Linked DNA regions of Mus musculus: region 2 is linked to region 1. Evidence: chromatin contacts called from public Hi-C data. All regions are on one chromosome and are shown on one strand. Each heading gives the region's core, a stretch centred on a gene start, on an enhancer-like site or on the middle of the called end of the contact. The rest is flanking DNA. Distances are from core to core; before and after follow the strand shown. Region 1 holds the start of 6430573P05Rik (RIKEN cDNA 6430573P05 gene). Region 2 overlaps Tmem144 (transmembrane protein 144).

Region 1 (2,577 bases), core at 30-2,529:
CCAAGGATCTGTAGATCTTCTTTGCCTGCAGGGTTGGCAAGCAGGATCGCCTGTAGTCGCCATCCCAACATTTAGGAATCTACGTCATGTAGCCAGTAAGCAACGGAAATCAAACCACATTTTTTATAACACTCCTCCCTCGCTAATCCAATCTAAGAAAAATCAAATCTAACCCACCAGCTATCCCTCCGTTTAAAAATAAAAAAAAAAACCTGAGGATAAACAATTGTATAAACGTTAACCACTCATCTAATTTTGACCATATTGTGCAAACCGAAAGAATCTGCCCTGCGAAGAAGACGGAGTCGAATACGCCTGTTCTGCACTTACATCTACAATTGGAATGAAAAGCGCTGGCCTGTCAACTTTTTCCTTTCGATGGATAACAACATTCCTCTTTCAAGAAAGTAAAGTAGTAACTAAAGACAGGCTTTCACTTTACAAGGCCCACCTAGGCCAGTCAGTTCATCGCACAACCCTGCAAGTTCCTGCTTACAGCTCATTAAACACCCCTAAACTCTAAAGATGGGATACATGCAAGAGAGTAACTGAGCCTGCAGTCAGGGTGACAAGAGTACCCGGCCGAGAGGAGCTGAGACCTGACCCCAAGACTCAACCCCAAGGAGTGTGGCCGGAGAAAGGCATACCCTATAGACAACTAGTCCCGCAAAGGCGCAGGCAAGGTCAGCTACGGGGAGCGCAACGAAAAGGACAGCAGAGGAGAGGGCAGCAATCGCAGAACAGTCTGAAAAGAATGCCCTTGGAAGTTGGGGCAGGGAAGGTCCTGGATGGGGGAAATGGGATGCTTCCCCAGCAGAGGAGTGCCGGGGCACTGGAAGGGCGCAGTCTGCAGACACCAACCCCACGGCGGGTGGCGGCGCGTCTCACCTGGGGGGTCCTCTCGGCGGGGTTCTTCATCACCGCTTGGCGGAAGCTATTATCCACGTAGGACGCCATCTCCCCCTGCGGGGCGCACCGGGTCCGCTCCACACACTCGCCGGCCTCCCGGCCCAGCGCCACTGCCCGAGGCAAACCAGCCCAGGCGCGGGGCCGGGGCGCAGACAGCACGAAAGGTCCGTGCAGCCCGGAGCTGCCCTCCTCCTCCTCGCGGCTTGCTGTCCGTAGACTCGGACTCAGCGACTGCCCGGCAGCGCTCCCGATCGGTCGCGGATCGCGCTGGCCCCGGCGGGCCGAGTTATTTTTAGGGAGGTGCAAGCGACGGCGGGCGGAGCCTCTCCGGCGGGGCCCTGGCTCTACCCGCTCCGGCCGCGCTCGCTCTGACGCGTCCCGGGTCCTCGCGCGCCGGTCGAGAGGGAGGGCCGCGCGCTGAGCCTGGTGAGCCCGGCTCAGGTCTGGGAGCCACCGAGCCCGCTGGCCTCGGCCGCCGTGGCCGCGCCGCGCCTCCGTCTACTGTCGGCCGCGCCTCCCGACTGCTGCTGCATCCCCGCGGGCCGCGCAGCTCCAGCCGCCCGCCCCCATCGGCGCCTGAGCGCGGCTGCTCCCCGCGCGGCCCCCGCGCTCTAGGCAACTTTGTGCGTCGTCCGTGCGGCGGGCGGGCGCGGCGGGCCAGACACGGGTCCCCGGCGGGCGCGAGGCCGAGAGCGGAGCGCGCAGCCCCGCCAAGCGTCTGCTGAACGGCGACCGCCTCCTCTTCCCCGCCTCTTCCTTCTCCTGCGCCTCGGCGGCCGCCGGAGCCACTCTTCAGGGAGGAAGCGGCCTCCGGGGCTTGTTGCTTTGTGCTGCAACCATGGTGAGGAGTGAGTGACGGGCCGGGGGCCAGTCGGAGGCCGCCGCATCATCGGGGGCGGAGCGCCCCGTGGCGCCGGCCCGCCCCATCGCTGGCCTGGCGGGGCCGCGCCCTCGCTGAGAGCCGCGTTCTGCCGGGGCCAGGTGCGGTGGGAGCCAGGACAGCCGGGGCTGTTGCGATCGTTGATCCCATAGCTGAGCGGCCGCACCCCGACTCTCTGGCCTAGACCCCACATCCCAGGCCTTGCGGCACGTCTCCCGCCTCTTCCCGGGCTGGAAGCTGACCCCACCCGGGAGAGGTCCCTGTGAGGACTCGGCTGCAGTGGCAGGTCTTCCCAAAGCTTAGGGCTGACTGGGATTTTGCTTCGGTGGCAACATTAACCATCCTTGGATTCTGTTTATTTGTAGTGACTGCAAGGACAACGTTGCTCTCCTACCTTCCGCGCTCACTGACATCTAAACCCTTAAATGACTCCTGCGTTAGTCAGGTAGGAATGTGGCTTTCCAACTCCAGACCTGGTATCACATCGGACAAGAAAACACCAGGTCAGCCCGTTGTAATCTAGAGGCCAAGACAGCAAGTTCTCTGACATAATCAAGAATGAATAATCCTAGGTCGGACTTTGCCTTCCACTGGGCAGAGCACCTTCTCAGGATCGCGAGTTTCCAATCCAGACTTGCCCGGTACAAAGCCCATATTAGTGTGTTAAGATGTCCCTGCTCTTGGGAGTTCATCCCTTCCTGACCAGGCTTGAGGTGTGCAGCGTCAGCCTCAAAGAAGATTGCAGTGTTTGAAGTCTGTGTGGAGACTAAAGACAATTGTTATTCAAA
Region 2 (2,577 bases), core at 41-2,540, 530 kb after region 1:
GGACCCTTAAATTGAAAAAAAAAAGGCTTTAATTTTATTGGATTTTTAAAAAAAATATAACTGCATCCTAGAAAAATACAGTAAGCTATAAGCAACATAATTTTTTTGGGTAGGCAACCCTATAATCTAAACTATAGTTCCACGTTCATCCAAAAAATCAAAGTAACATCTTTAAATAAGACAGATTTCTTCCTTCCTTCCTTCCTTCCTTCCTTCCTTCCTTCCTTCCTCCCTCCCTCCCTCCCTCCTCCCTCTCTCTTTCTCTCTATCTTTCTTTCTTTGTCTTTCTTTCTTTCTTTCTTTCTTTCTTTCTTTCTTTCTTTCTTTCTTTCTTTCTTTCTTATTCTTTCTTTCTTTCTTTTTCTTGCTATTTTTTGTCTTCATGGTCATTATTGCTATTATTTTGGTGATGCTGTAATATTTTATCACATTAAACAATTTTCTTTAGTGCAATATGCTTACAATAAACTACTTTAGTCAGGTCTTGTAGTGTGGGTGTGTAGTCCTGGATACCTGAGAAGCTAAGGCAGGAGAACTAAAAATTGATGGCTTGCAGGGTTAAAGACTGAGTTCAAAGCCAGCCTGGCTAACCTGTCTAAAAAGGCAGAGTAATATTGGAAAAGGGAGGGGCTATACCTCAGTGGCACTGTGCTTCCCTCCTGTGTGGGAAGTCCTGGTTTTAAACCTAAATACAAAAACCAACCAACCAACTGAACCACAAACAACCCAACCTTCCTCTTTTAAAATAAACAAATAGCTTGTTTGTCTCTTGATGTACTTCTTAGACACACATAAAAAGATTCATAAAATCAAGCGTATGACTACACATTATCTTTCTCAGCATTAGCTACATGATCTGATCTCCTAAATGAAGCAAGGGCATCTTTGATAGACAATGGCAGTACCAGGCCACCATGTGGACCAATCAACTTTGTCTAACACTAAACCTGAAGTAACGCTAAAGAGATGCATACATATATGTGTGTGTGTGTGTGTGTATGTGTGTATCCATGTATGGATGGAGATATATATATATCCATGTAAGCAAGCAATGGGAGCTCCTGGAGGCAAGGATAAGAGTTAAAAGTATACAGAATGGGAAATGGGAAGAAACAAGAAAATGCACATTTCTACAGTTTGAAAACATGAAGCTGTTCAGGTCTGGAAGGAATGTTTTTCACCAGCAAGGAAAACAGTGGAGTTGGCTTAGCTGCGATGTCGGTGAAGACGGTGAAGACGAGACCTACGAGAGCAGAATTTTAATGACTCCTCTTCAAGCGCTGCAGGGACTCTGGAAGAGCTTCAATAAACAATTCCACAATGTTCTCTCTCCCACACCACTCCCACTGTCTAACAGGCCTGGCCCAATAAAGTTTGATTCCGCTGCTTCTAGCACGGAAGGGAAGCAATAAAAATGTCCTGTTCTCCACTTATCACCATCTGCGAAGTCAGCATCAAAGGGGGCAGAAAAATAGGTCAAAGGAAGCGCCTTACATCAGATTTGCAAAGTGCTTGTCTCAGGAATCCAACTCCAATGAGAAGCACGTGCCTTGTAAGGGCGGGCCGAAACATCAATATTACACTGGCTGCTCAGGGATCTTTATCCTCTTCATTCTGAAAACGCAATTCTCTCCAGAGAAGAAAGGACCATAGGGTGCCCTGGCCTCTGAAGCATCCTACCTGATGATGTTTAAAATTGCCCTTTACCCATGCTCTGAGCATGGCTGTGAAGATATATGTGGTTTCAGGAAGTGATACTGTGCTAATGTAATGTATAGCCCAGGCAAAGGAGAGCCCTGGAGAGAGAGAGAGAGAGAGAGAGAGAGACAGAGAGAGAGAGACAGAGAGAGAGAGACAGAGAGAGAGAGAGACAGAGAGACAGAGAGAGAGACAGAGAGAGAGACAGACAGAGACAGACAGAGACAGAGAGACAGAGAGAGACAGAGAGAGAGACAGAGAGAGACACAGAGAGACACAGAGAGAGAGACAGAGACAGAGACAGAGAGACACAGAGAGAGAGAGAGACAGAGAGAGACAGAGACAGAGAGAGACAGAGAGAGAGACAGAGAGAGAGACAGAGACAGACAGAGACAGAGAGACACAGAGAGACACAGACACACACACACACAGACACACACACACACACAGACACACACACACACACACACACACACACAGAGAGAGAGAGAGAGGCCATTTCACAGTAGCTGCAATTGCTTGGGATGCGTGAACTGTGTATTTTCTTTTTGTAAAATAATACACATTGACATCTAAGTGAAAGGAAAGGTGGGTTTGGTTCTGTCTCAGGCAGCCAAGCCTAAAACTTAGCATGATGCTTGGTGCATAGACACTATTAATGAGAACGAAGCCTTCTAAATGATGTATTTAGTTTTAGAATTGCCAGAGCAGAAAGGAAACAGAGAGTGGGGGTCCACGCACTGGGGAATGGGGTCTTCCTTCCTCCTCCTCCCTCTCCTTCCTTTCATAAAGAATTTGGATCTAGCCGGGCAGTGGTGGCGCACGCCTTTAATCTCAGCATTTGGGAGCCAGAGGCAGGTGGATTTCCGAGTTTGAGGC

Evidence for each region. A called contact is a pair of places that touch in the nucleus more often than the background predicts.
Region 2: a contact with region 1 is called in a Hi-C map of uterus, with 5 times the contacts expected there. The contact joins the enhancer-like site here to the promoter of 6430573P05Rik in region 1. A contact is called at or near these places in 2 of 484 Hi-C or Micro-C datasets (muscle stem cells and uterus) and 2 of 115 datasets of contacts at active chromatin or transcription factors (astrocytes and bone marrow-derived macrophages).

Annotation. Positions count from the first base shown.
Region 1 is chr3:79,285,576-79,288,152 of GRCm38.p6, forward strand. 6430573P05Rik (RIKEN cDNA 6430573P05 gene) reads left to right here and starts at 1,280. Exons shown (of 2, transcript NR_165170.1): 1 at 1,280-2,234. It also overlaps a transcript of Rapgef2 not described here.
Region 2 is chr3:79,817,066-79,819,642 of GRCm38.p6, forward strand. It overlaps Tmem144 (transmembrane protein 144), which reads right to left. Exons shown (of 12, transcript NM_001379543.1): 11 at 1-5. Among named protein-coding and RNA genes, the nearest start is that of Gm26420, 17 kb to the right of the region's middle. Within about 2 kb of position 1,291, at least 41 of the 459 cell types and tissues checked have an H3K27ac peak or open chromatin away from gene starts, as enhancers often do. A contact at or near this core is called in uterus, where this site is marked.